2 separate regions of the Sus scrofa genome follow, and region 2 is linked to region 1. The links are chromatin contacts, called in public Hi-C maps. All regions are on one chromosome and are shown on one strand. Each heading gives the region's core, a stretch centred on a gene start, on an enhancer-like site or on the middle of the called end of the contact. The rest is flanking DNA. Distances are from core to core; before and after follow the strand shown. Region 1 holds the start of E2F6 (transcription factor E2F6). Region 2 holds the start of PQLC3 (PQ-loop repeat-containing protein 3).

Evidence for each region. A called contact is a pair of places that touch in the nucleus more often than the background predicts.
Region 2: a Hi-C map of skeletal muscle shows a contact between it and region 1, with 7 times the contacts expected there. The contact joins the promoter of PQLC3 here to the promoter of E2F6 in region 1. A contact is called at or near these places in 1 of 47 Hi-C or Micro-C datasets (skeletal muscle) and 1 of 2 datasets of contacts at active chromatin or transcription factors (alveolar macrophages).

What each region holds. Positions count from the first base shown.
Region 1 is chr3:125,244,499-125,250,621 of Sscrofa11.1, forward strand. It overlaps E2F6 (transcription factor E2F6), which reads left to right and starts at 3,734. Exons shown (of 8, transcript XR_002342859.1): 1 at 3,734-5,149.
Region 2 is chr3:125,504,853-125,510,975 of Sscrofa11.1, forward strand. PQLC3 (PQ-loop repeat-containing protein 3) reads right to left here and starts at 2,383. Exons shown (of 7, transcript XM_003125380.6): 1 at 2,079-2,383. The coding sequence starts at 2,221.

The DNA.
Region 1 (6,123 bases), core at 2,484-4,983:
AACATGGGATCCAAGCTGTGTCTGCAACCACAGTTCACGACCACACTGGATCCTTCACTCACTGAGCGAGGCCAGGGTTATCTGCAACCTCATGGATACGAGTCAGATTCATTTCTGCTGTGCCACAAGGGGAGCTTCTTAAAAAATAAGGGGAGATGGAGGAGAGGAAGGAAGCAAAGTAGGAAAGAGAATAAAAAACAGAAAAGGAAGGGAGGGAGAGAGGGAAGGAGAGAGGGAGGGAAGGAGGAAGGAAGGAGGAAAGAAAGAGAAAACATCCTTTCTAATATCTATTTAGGTACCCATAGTCTAGATGCACCTCCTCTTTCCTTAGCTACTCCTTTTAATGACCTTTGTTTTGTTTAAAAATGAAAGCAGGGAGTTGCTGTTGGGGCGCAGTGGTTAACAAATCCATCTAGGAACCATGAGGTTGCAGGTTCGATCCCTGGCCTCACTCAGTGGACTAAGGATCCGGCATTGCCACGAGTTGTGGTGTAGGTTGCAGATGCGGCTCAGATCCCATGTTGCTGTGGCTGTGGTGTAGGCTGGCGGCTACAGCTCTGATTAGACCCCTAGCCTGGGAACCTCTATGTGCTGTGGGTGTGGCCCTAGAAAAGACAAAAAAAAAAAAAAAAGAAAGAAAGAAAAAGAAAAGTTAACTTGGCTTCAGTTTAGTTGGGGGATCAGCCCTTGGATGGGGGGAGGGGGCTGGGGATCAGTTTCTGCATCTGAAGTTGGGCTAGACCAGTGCCTTGCCAAGGATGCCCAAATCCTCGGAATTTCTGAGTCTGTCAGGTCTGCAGTGAGGCCAGAAAATAAGCTCCCAGCTGATGGCAATGCTGAGGTCCACAGACCGCACCTAGACTCTTGCCAGGCTGGGTGATGCCCACATTTTCGTACCTTCACCCATGCTATCCCACATGGTATAGTCAGCTGGGTATTAAAATCAAAAGGAAATTGATCTAAAATTCAGTGCCTTGCTGGCCGCACCTCAAGGGCTCATCAGCCGTGTGTGGCTACCATACTGGACATCACAAAAGAGTTCCATTATCACAGAAAGCCCTATTGGACGTGGCCATTTCCTCAGAGACCTCTGGGGAGGAATTTTTACCACAGAAGGAAGGGAAACTATCCTTGATAGGTAAGACCTTTCAGCATCCCTCAGATGCACCTGTGCACTTGGCCAATTTGTTAGCTTCAATTTTTAAGCCCCAAAGCCCACACCCTACTTTGCCCTGGCTCCATTTTGCCCCAGGAAAAACTCCAAAAAAACAGGACTGGAAATGGAAATCTGGAATTTCTCTGCTGGAAACTGTGACTGTGCATCACAGTAGGACACAGTGAACAAAGCAAAGGGTTTGGTAGCTGAAGTCCTGTGTTTGAGCTGCCTGAGGATGAAGCCCTGAGCAGGTCACTTAACCTCTCCGAGCCTCTGTGTCTTTATCCCTAACATGTTCTAGAAATAGCTACATCCCCGGGAGATGTGTGAAAAAGCTCCTGTGATTTATACCACCCTGATATTTTTTTCTTCCTTCTCTGTGCTTCATATTACACATATTTATTTATTTATTTATTTATTTATTTTTTAGGGCTGCACCTATGGCATAAGGAAGTTCCCAGGCTAGGGGTTGAATCAGAGCTGCAGCTGCCGGCCTATACCACAGCCACAGCAATATGGGATCTGAGCCATGCCTTCGACCTACACCACAGCTCACAGCAACACTGGATCCTTAACCCACTGAGCGAGGCCAGGGATCAAACCTGCATCCTCATGGACACTATATCAGGTTCTTACCCCCTGAGCCACAATGGGAGCTGCAATTCACATTTTAACTTAGTACTTAAGCCTTCTGGTTATGTTGGGGGCTACTGGAGCACAAGGTAAAAGATCCCCCCTTCAACTTAGTTCTCTCCCCAGCACCTGCTTTACTGCCAGGCAAGGGCTCAAAAAAATGTGCAAATAATTTTCTCGGGGTAAAGCCAAAGCACATGCACTGTGTCGGGAGGGCTGTGTCATGACCCTGACTCTCCACAGCTGTGCTCGCACTCTGCCTTTAGCCTGCAGTGCCCGCCACCCTTATCCCGACCCACCCACCTTCACTCATCTGACCCCACCTCTGACTCCTTCAAGAATCTTCCCAAGGAGTTCCCGTCATGGCTCAGTGGAAATGAATCTGACTAGCATCCATGAGGACGCAGGTTCGATTCCCAGCCTTGCTCAGTGGGTTAAGGATCCAGTGTTGCTGTGGCTGTGGTGTAGGCCAGCAGCTACAGCTCCAATTTGACCCCTATCCTGGGAACCTCCATGTGCTGTGGAGGTGGCCCTAAGAAGCCAAAAAAAAAACAAAAAAACAAAAAAAAAAACTTCCCAAGGATCTGCATACCAGATAAATCAGCTATAAAGTAAGTCAAATCCTGCCTCCATCACTGCCTAGCCAGGACCTTTGGTAATTTTTGTAATCTTGCTAATCTTCATTTTCTTGTTCTGTAAATGAGTCAGGAAAATACCTCAGTTTTGGATATAAAATGTACATAAGAAAATGTGTGAAGTACATACAACAAACGCTGGATTAATGTCTTATTTACCTTTTTTTTTTTTTTTTTTTTGGCTGTGCCTGTGACATGCAAAAGTTCCCGGGTCAGGGATTGAAGACACAACACAGCCATAACCAGAGCCACAGCAGTGAAAATGCTGGGTCCTTAACCCACTGAGCCATGAGGGAACTCCCTCTTATTTATCTTTGTAATTTTTTTTTTTTTTGCTTTTTAGGGCCACCCCTTCACATATGGAAGTTCCCAGGCTAGGGATTGAATCAGAGCTGCAGCTGCCAGCCCACACCACAGCCACTGCAACATCAGAAACTTAACCCACTGAGTGAAGCCAGGGATTGAACCTGTATCCTCATGGATAGTAGCCACAGTGGGAACTCCCTATCTTTGTAATCTTTTAAACTGAAGTATAGTTGATGAACCATATTATATGTTACAAGTGTGCACTATAGTGATTTATAATTTTGAACATTATATCCTGTTTATGGTTATTATAAAATATTGGTTTTATTCTCTCATGTAGTACAATATATCCTTGTAGCTTATTATTTTTTTTGTTTCTGGCTGCACATGCAGCATCCAGAAGTTCCCAGGCCAGGGACTGAGCCCACACCACAGTTCCAACCCGCAGCACAGTTGCAATAACACCAGATCCTTCACCTACTGCACCACAAGGGAACTTGCGGCTTATTCATTCATAATAGTTTGTACCTCTTCATCCCCTCCCCCATATTGCCCCTCCCCCATCTTTCTCGCCACTGGTAACCACTAGATTGTTCTCTATACATACTGAGTCTACGTTTTTGATTTATTCACTACTTTGTTGTATTTTTTAGATTCCACATATAAGTGATACCATGAAGTACTTGTCTTTCTCTGACTTATTTCACTTAGCAATTGCTCTCCAAGTCCATCCATGTTGCTTCAAATGGTAAAATCTGAACTATGTCTTACTTATTAAAAGTAGCCATTTCTGGGAGTTCCCACTGCGGCACAATAGGATCATTGATGTCTCTGGAGCACTGGGACGAAGGGTTTGATCCCTGGCCGGGCACAATGGGTTAAGGACCTGGTGTTGCTGTAACTGCGGCATAGGTCACAACTGTAGCTGGGATCGGATCCCTGGCCCAGGAATCCCATATGACAAGGGGCAGCAAAAAAGGAAAAAAAAAAAAAAATCCACTTCTGGTCTCCAAAGCTTGCCTTCCCAGGGATTCTGGTTGGTAAAGGTGTTATTTAACCACTCCGGGAAATTCTCCCTTCTGCCACAAAATCCAGTCTTCTAGAGGCTTCCCTAGGTTATCTTTTACTTTAAATCATTCATTTATCTTTTACTTCAAATCATTCCTTGACGGGCCCTTACTGTTTGCCACGAACTGGGCTAGACTCTGGAGACACAAAGATTAAAGAATTCCTCTGACCCCGTCTTCCTCCGGACGCCTTCCCAGCCCACCCAGGCTGCCTAGAAGCCCCTAGTCCAACCATCACCGTTCAGTTGCTGAACTCCACCCTGAACTTGAGCATTTATATCAAACACGGTGCTGTTCCTGGTGCTAAGTAATCTGCATTCATTAAGTCACTTAATTCTCCCCACAACCTTAATCCCACTGAACAGATGAGGAAACAGAAGCACACAGCGATTAGGTAGTTTAGTTAGTCTTATCCGCTAAGCAGCGGGCTCCGGGATCTGAAAGCACACCTTCTGGCCCCAGCTTTAAATGTTCCTTTCTTTGTTTTTTCCACCGGCATCTGAAATCGTGCCAGATCCCAATGACTCTCTCCTGCGCCCACCACAATATCTGGCACCACGGGGAACCAATCATTTATTCCTCAAGTGAAAGGAGGGAAGAAAAGGGAAAGAAAGATGCATACTAGTCAGTCCGTCCACGGCGGTTTGGTTATCAACATTTCCGAAGCCTCAACACTGAGCAAGTGCCTGAGAAGTGCGGAGGGAGCTCAAGATAAACTGAGCGTTCAGCACGTTCAGTTACCAGTGGCCGTAGTGCCAAGAGCTCCGAGGAGACCCTTGCGTCGACCTGGCGGCCTCTTTTCTCTCGCCCCGTCCCCTTCGCCGGGAATTCCTGCTCCACGTCTTCCGTCCGCTCCCTTCGCCGTCCCCTCCGGGAGCTCCGCCCTCCGGGCTTTCCCGCGCTCCGGCCTCCGGGAGCCGAGGGGCGCGTGGGAGCGCGCCGGGCGCCGCGGGCATGCGCACTGGGGGCGGCGCACTGCGCATGCGGGAAGATGGCGGGCCGGGCGTCCTGAGCCCCGCGGGTCATCCTGCTCTCTTCCCGCCCGCGTCCCAAGTCCCGAGGTCGTGGGGCAGCGGCGCGTCCGTCCGCGGGCCGGCCTAGGCAGGCGGCGCCTCGGAGCAGGCCAGGGACCCGGCGGGTGCAGGCTCCCGGGACCCGGCGTCTTGGGGGCGGCGCCCGAGTGGAGCGGGAGAAGGCGGGAGAGCTCGCAGGGTGCGAGGGCGAGGGGCGGCCGGCCGGGCAGCATGAGTCAGCAGCGGCCGGCGCGCAAGCTGCCCAGCCTGCTCGTGGACCCGGCGGAGGAGACGGTGCGCCGCCGCTGCCGAGACCCCATCAACGTGGAGGGCCTGCTGGTAAGTCCCGGGAAAGGCGGGGGTCCCAGCGGCGGGGTGGGAGGTCCCCAAGCCGGCGGCGAGGCCAGACTGGCCGTCGTCTCGGGGGTGCGCTGCCCGGGGCTGGCCCGGGGCTGCTCCTCCGTCTCCTGGCGCGTACTGCCTATCACGTCTTGTGAACCGACCGGTCTCTCACTTCAACTCTCGCCTTCTTTGCATCTGCTGGCAGATATGTTGTCAGCCTCCTTGGCTTTTGCAAAGTCGGCTACAGAGCAGCGTTGGAGAAAATCGCTCAACTTCGCCTAAGATGATCATGCTTTTCGGTTTCCTCCGGACTCTCAGTGGATCTCTGCAAGTTCTCTCGCTTGTGTTCTTCCTTGCAGTTCTTCCTCCTACTTAAGTGCAGCCATTTAAAACTGTCCACACCTTGCATTTCCCACCGCCCGGCTCCCCAGTCAGCAAGTTATTTTTCCCTCCTGTTTGACAGAGGAAGTGGAAGGGACATGGAACTCCCTGAAGAAGGTCAATTTCCTCTATTGCTCCGGACTAGATGCAATATATTCTCCTTGATTCTCAGAGCCCTTGAAGCAGCCACCATTTTTCATTGCCCCCCCCCCCGCGCGCCCCCATCTTCAACATCTCTGCTGATTTCTTCCTTTTACCAGGAACTAAGCATTTCCCCAAGTCAGTTTGCCCAGAGACTGGGGAGGATTCGGTGCTCAAAAATAGTTCATGAGCATCATCTCATTTAATTCCAGGCAGCAGTCCTCAGGGATTATTCTCGTTTTACAGTTGCCCGAATAGACTTGGAGATGTTAGGTGACTTGCCTGTGGTTAGACAGTAAATACGGAGACCTGGATTTGACCTCATAGGGTCTGACTCTGGATGGTAAATTCTCCACTCCTCAAACCGCATGCCAAGTTCATTTCTGGCTTGAAAGATCCCTCGCTTGGTTCCTTGTGCCCTTCCATCTACTGCATCTCTTCCCCTGCAC
Region 2 (6,123 bases), core at 1,133-3,632, 260 kb after region 1:
GGATTAAGGATCTGGAGCCTCGGGGAGCTGCATCGTAGGTCGCAGATGCATCTTGGAACCCAAATTGCTGTGGCTGTGGTGTAGGCGGGCAGCTGCAGTTCTGATTCGACCCCTAGCCTGGGAACTTCCATATGCCGCAGGTGTGGCCCTAAAAATTAAAAGAAAATTCTAGCTCTGGAGAGGCTGTAGCTTGGAGGGAGTGGGGTAAAGACCCCAGAACCCGCTCTTCTCGGAAGTAAAGGCCCGAGCTTCCTGCCTCCCAGCTCCCAGCCTCACTGGGCAGCGCCCTCAGAATCCGAATGTCCCCGTGTCCCCTCAGAGCGTATCTCATCCCACCACCCAGCCTCTAAGGACCCCTCAGACCCCACACTCTGCCAGGGTGAGTCAGCGCTTCCACAGACCAGCTGGACTTAATGGCTCACATTTCCTACGCCAGGAAGGCGTTGTTAGCAAAGCCGCCCTGGCCGGCCTGGTAAGGACCATGCCCTTATCAAGGAGGTCACCCTCGGTGACCCCAGCCAGTGTGTCCCCTCCCCCTGCCTGGCTTGCCCCTGTCGAGTGTGGAGCAAAGGCTCTGGGGCTGGAGGGCTGGGCTCACAAGCCCCCCATATTTACCTAACTTCTGGGGCCTCAGTTTCCTGACCTGTGAAATGGGGATGAAAGTGTACCCACGTCGCGCCTGTGTCTGCACACACGTCTTACCTAAGATCATGTCTTCAGCCTCTTTCTTTGGCCTCACTGCTTCCAGTCCAGCCTCCAGCCTTCTGCCCACACGCCCTCTGCCAGGAGGGCCCCTCTCCCCACTGGCTACCTCTTCCCTCAATGAGGATGCCCAGGGGGTCCCCTCCATGGGTGCGGGTCAGGCCTCCCCTGCTTTAGGACGAGCGACCTCTCCTCCAGGTAACTGTCTGTTCTCCCCAGGGAACCGGAGAGGCTCTGACAGCAGGCTGCTCTTTGCAAAGGGCCAGGCTCAAACCCCGGAGGGCTCACGCACCCCACCACCAGCCCCTCAGAGAGGGCTGTGCCAGGCAGGACCCCATGGCTCTTCTGCCCCAAGGTCTTTTTCTCCAACCCTCCCCTGGCTTCCATCTGGCCCAGGAAACTGGAGTCCACCAGCCCAGCTGCCCCTCTGATTAGCATTTGCGCAGAGGACGGGAGTTCAGAGCCTCTGGATGATACCTGGGCCAGGGCTGGGGAGGAGGTGGGAGGACCTGGCCTCACTGGGCAAGGGGCTCCACTACTCATATCTTCCAACCAAGGTTAACGACTCTTCTCTTTCAGGTCTGTATTTATTTATTTATTTATCTAGGCTGTACCTGCAGCATAAGGAAGTTCCCAGGCTAGGGATGGAATGGAAACTGCAGCTGCGGAGCCCACGCCACAGCCACCATGAAGCCAGATCAGAGCTGCACCTGTGACCTTACCCTGCAGCTACTGGCAACGCTGGTTCCTTAACCCACTGAGGGAGGCCAGGGATGGAACCCGCATCCTCATGGATATTCGTCGGGTTCCTAACAAGCTGAGCCACAACGGGAACTCCCCACACCGGATTTCTGCTGGATGAACTTGCTCCTGAAGCACTCTCCGCTGTCACCTTTCAGGGGCCAGTTCATGTCCAAGTGCAGTTCAAGTGCTCCTTACCTTCAAAACAGCTCTCCGTTCTCTGACCGCCCCGCGCCCCGGTCAAGTGTTAAAGGCCAGAGGTCCTTAGAATTCAAAGTCCAGCCCCTCATTTTACAAGGGAGGAAACCGAGGCTCGAGAAAGGGGGCGCTTGCGGGGGGCGGGCTTAGGGAGGATGCAGATGAGAGAGCCTTGAGGTGCAAATGATGGTTTGGTCGCTAAAGGGCAGAGTGATGATTTCGCGGAGCGTGGGTTTCCTCATCTGTAAAATGGGCGTGCTTCGTCTTCGTTACCGCGAGAGGCTTGGGGAAGCACCGAATTCGAGGGGAAGTGTGCGGCCCGGGCAAACGCCACTCCCCACCGCCGGCCGCTTTCGGCCCCGTTTTCCCCGCCCCTTCTTTACTAAAGCCGCGGTTCTCCCGGGCTGCCGACGGCTCCAGGCCGCCCCTGGCCTTACCCCGCCAGCTCCAGAAGGAGGCTCGGAAGGCTGATGCCCCTCGCGCTCTGCGCCCTCAGCACCGACGAGATCTGCGGCAGCTTGAGCGCAGCGCTCACGCCCAGCGCGCTGTAGTTGCAGAACCACAGCAGCGGCGCCTCCATCGCGCCGGCGGGGCTGGGCACTCGGGCGCTCGGCGGATCCCGCTGCCTCGCGAAGGGGAGCCGCTCAGCACTCGGCCGCCGGGCTCGCCGGGTCCTTCCGCGTTCCCCGCACCCCCTTCTCCTGCTCCGCCCCGGGCCGCCCTGTCGGGGATCGCTCCTCCGCCCCCATCGCTTCTTCGCCCCGCCCCGCCCCGCCCCGCCCCCGCCCCCAGGCCGCCCCGCCCCGCCCCGGGCCCGCCCCCAGGCCGCCCCGCCCCCGCCTTGCCCCGCCCCACCCCGGGCTCGCTCCGCCCCTCCCGGCTCGCCCCTCCCGCTCCGTCTGGGGCCCCCCCCGGCCCGCGTCTGTCCTGCGGGGGTCCACTGCTCTTCCCTCCCCCTCGTCTGTCCCCCCTCCCCTATTCCCCCACCCCGCCCCGATCCCTCTCCAGATCCGCCCAGGGGCCCCCTGCCCGGGAGGCAGGTCAGCCTCGCCCTGTGCGTGCCACGCCCGCTGCTGATTCACTTTGCGGTGTTCCACCGACCAGCGCTGTTCTGAGCCTCCGGCGACGCCCCAGACGGCCCCGCTTTCCCACGGGTTGGGTGGGCAGAGACTGGGCCCCGGGGGGTGGCCAGCGGGCACCCAGTCGCGGGGGCACGGACCACTGCGTAAGCATTTTTCGCTCTGAAAAGAGTCTTCCTTTGTTCTTCGCGCTCGGCTTTTCAGAGATTAAAAACTTCATAACGACCCAACTTAAGCTGGTGTGTGTCCTCGTTTTTACGCGACGGGAAACAGTCTTTTCTGGTCCTGCCCTTTCCTCCAGCTGGGAGTGGCGCCGCTTCCTCCCAAACCCCGGGAAGCTTCTTTCCTGCGGGTTTGCGCCTAAGCTCTGAAGACAGCCCCCCCACCTTCCCGCCTATCCAGCCTTGCATTTCAGCACTTAAGAGTGATTTTTTTTTCTTTTATTTCTTTTTAGGGCTTTACATGTAGCTTATAAATTCCCAAGTTAAAGGTCGAATTGGAGCTGCATCTGCCAGCCACAGCCACAGCAACTGGCAGATCTGACCTTGCGGCAATGCTGGGTCCTTAACCCACTGAGTGAGGCCAGGGATGGAACTCGCATCCTCAGGACACTCTATCTGGTTCTTAACCCACAGGGGAACTCTGAAAATGTTTCTTAAGGAGGCAAAAAAGAGATTTCTGTTGGGAGTTCCCTTCGTGGCTCAGTGGTTTACCAACCTGACTAGGATTCATGAGGATGTGGGTTTCATCCTTGCCCTTGCTCAGTGGGTTAAGGATCCGGTGTTGCTGTGAGCTGTGGTGTAGCTCAGATCTTGCTTTGCTGTGACTGTGGCTCAGGCCAGCGGCTGTAGCTCTGATTCGACCCCTAGCCTGGGAATTTCCATATGCTGGAGCTTTGGTCCTAAAAAGAAAAAAAAGAAAAAAGAACAAAGAGAGAGATGTTTCTATTGACAAAAGAAAGTAATTGGGACTGAGGCATGAGGTGCATCTTCCAAACTCTCAAAATGCTAATGGTGTTGAGTCCAGGTTACCAAACAGAAAAAAGTCACAAAATGCAATGCCAGAATCCACCGTAAAGAAAATACTGTCTGCCGTGTCAGTTCGATAAAGATCACACCCTTGGCCACCACAGTTGCCCACCACCAGTGCACCCCGAGGGGAATTCAGGATGGAGAAAACCGGGGAACCTTCTGTGCTTTGGCTCTGATGGGCTTTAGCTAGTTAAGACGCATATCTAAGGAAAAACGTCCAATATCCCAGATTCTTGCATCTTCCCTTACTAGAAAAGCCCTAAAATCATTAATTTGAGAGATCTGTTCTTAGTGATTAGCGGTACTCTTTTGATGCTTGACTACATGTTTTTCCCAGCCAAAAAAAAAAAAGTTCCTATGTATCCTGGCTTCTCCCTCACCTCTTTGGAGCAGTTCCTCAGAGCAGCCTGAGAATCTGTCTCCCAGGCTAGAGTCCTCCGTAAGATCCCCCGAAGAAAACTTAAGTCACAACTCTTTATGGTGTGTACTTCTTTCTGTGAATACCGCACTCACTGGCTTTGTGCTCTGAACTTCAGTGGGGACTTTGAGGCTTTCTCTCTGTCTGCCCCCTGCCCCTTCCTGCTCCTCCAGCCCTCACCTGGCCGTCATCCCCTTCCTCTGGGAACACCCAAAAGGTATTGGGTGCCCTCTCCAAGGCTAAAGGAGAAGAGGTGGAAAGAAAGAAATTTTTCACAGGAAAACAAAGACTCTGTGGCTGGGTGTTTGTGTGGCTTTAGCGCTTATCTTCTTAAAGATCTTGAAATATTTACAGATGAAACAATATATCTGGGATTTGCTTCAAAATATTGGGGTTTGGGGTGGAAGAGTGGGGATACAGGTGAAGTGAGATTAGCTGAAAGATGGTCATTTTCGAAGCTGGCGATGGTATATGGGAGATTGTTCTATGACACTCTCTGCTCTTTGTGTAGGTTTGATATGTTCCATTTTAAAACAAAAGGTGTGATGGGCACGAAGCGTTGTGCCTTTCATTTCAAGGTGAGGTTTCTGTGCTCCAGAAGGGTGAGGGAGCTTGCTCCATGCCACCCTGTCACCATCAGTGGGAGCCATCGCTATGCCCAGGTACGGTGCCCTTTCTGCTCTGGGCAGGCACACTCCCGAGGTCTGTCTGGTGAAGGCAGAGATCTTGGGTTGGCTTCATGGTCCCAGCTTTGCCATGTATTAGCTGTGTGACTTTAATACATGGCAACTCATTCCGTCTCTGATGCTTCTGTGTTCTCCTATCTCAGGTGGGCGTTTGGAAGCTGCGGGGTGTTCGCTGGATCGCTGGCTGTCACATTGGCCAGCACCTGCAGCAACTTGTCGTTGAAGTTTATTTACTGAGCTTTGCCCAGCGTGCCAAGCTTCACCTGGAATCAGCCACTTGCCTAAGGAGCCTGAGTTCCGGGACTAGATCTAGTCCTGAGGTTATTGACCTGGGTTCTTAGACTCTTTATGCACTAGAAAGTAATAAGAGACCAGATGAGAAATGCAGGCCAGGCTCTGCAGCGCAAGGGAGCAAAAACAGCAACAGTTTCCCTGGTTTACTCCCAGAGGTGGGGGGGAGCTGGTTCTTTAAATGGGGTGAGGGTGAGGGCAGGAGGGGTGGCTTAGGTGGTCTGTGCACCCCTTTGGTAATGCGTGTGCAGGGGTCATGGCGGTGCCCCACTTTTGCTCCTGGCACCTCAAAAGTTGCGTTTGGGCTTGGACCTTTTTTGTATCTAGTTCAGGCTTTGCCCCATCCGTGCAAATGTCCAGTTCTTTTTAGTCTCTTATAGATTCTTTTGATTCTGTTGCTCGAAGAGACATTGGTCCAGATGCAAGCGCTGCATCAAAGGGTCCCGGGTCCCAACCTGTCTCACTGGGACTATTACTCTCGAGGTGTCATTGCTTCTGCCCTCACAGGAGACTCTGCGTGTGTGCGCGCGCGTGTGCGTGCGTGTGTGCGTGTGTGTGTGTGTGTGTGTGTGTGTGTGTGTGTGTGTCTGGTGTTAGTCTGCTTGGGCCGCCTTAACAAAACACCAGAGACTGGCCGGAGTTTATTTGCTCACGGTTCTAGAGGCTGGAAGTCCAAGGTCATGGTGCCAGCAGGGTTGGGTTCTGTTAAGACCTCTTTTGTTGGCGTGTAGACGGCTGTTTTCCCGCACTCGACCATGCCTCTGTGTGCGCAGGCCTGGTGACTCTCTCTCTTCTTATAAGGACCTCAGTCCTATTGGGTTAGGGCGCCACCTTTATGAGTTCACTTAAAGTCCTTAACCCCAAATTTGGTCACACTGAAGGTTAGGGCTTCAACACTGGGGTTGCGTGGGAACACAATTCAGGGTGTGATAAACGTGGTGGATATTCATACAGCGTCTGCAGGCGCCCACATGCAT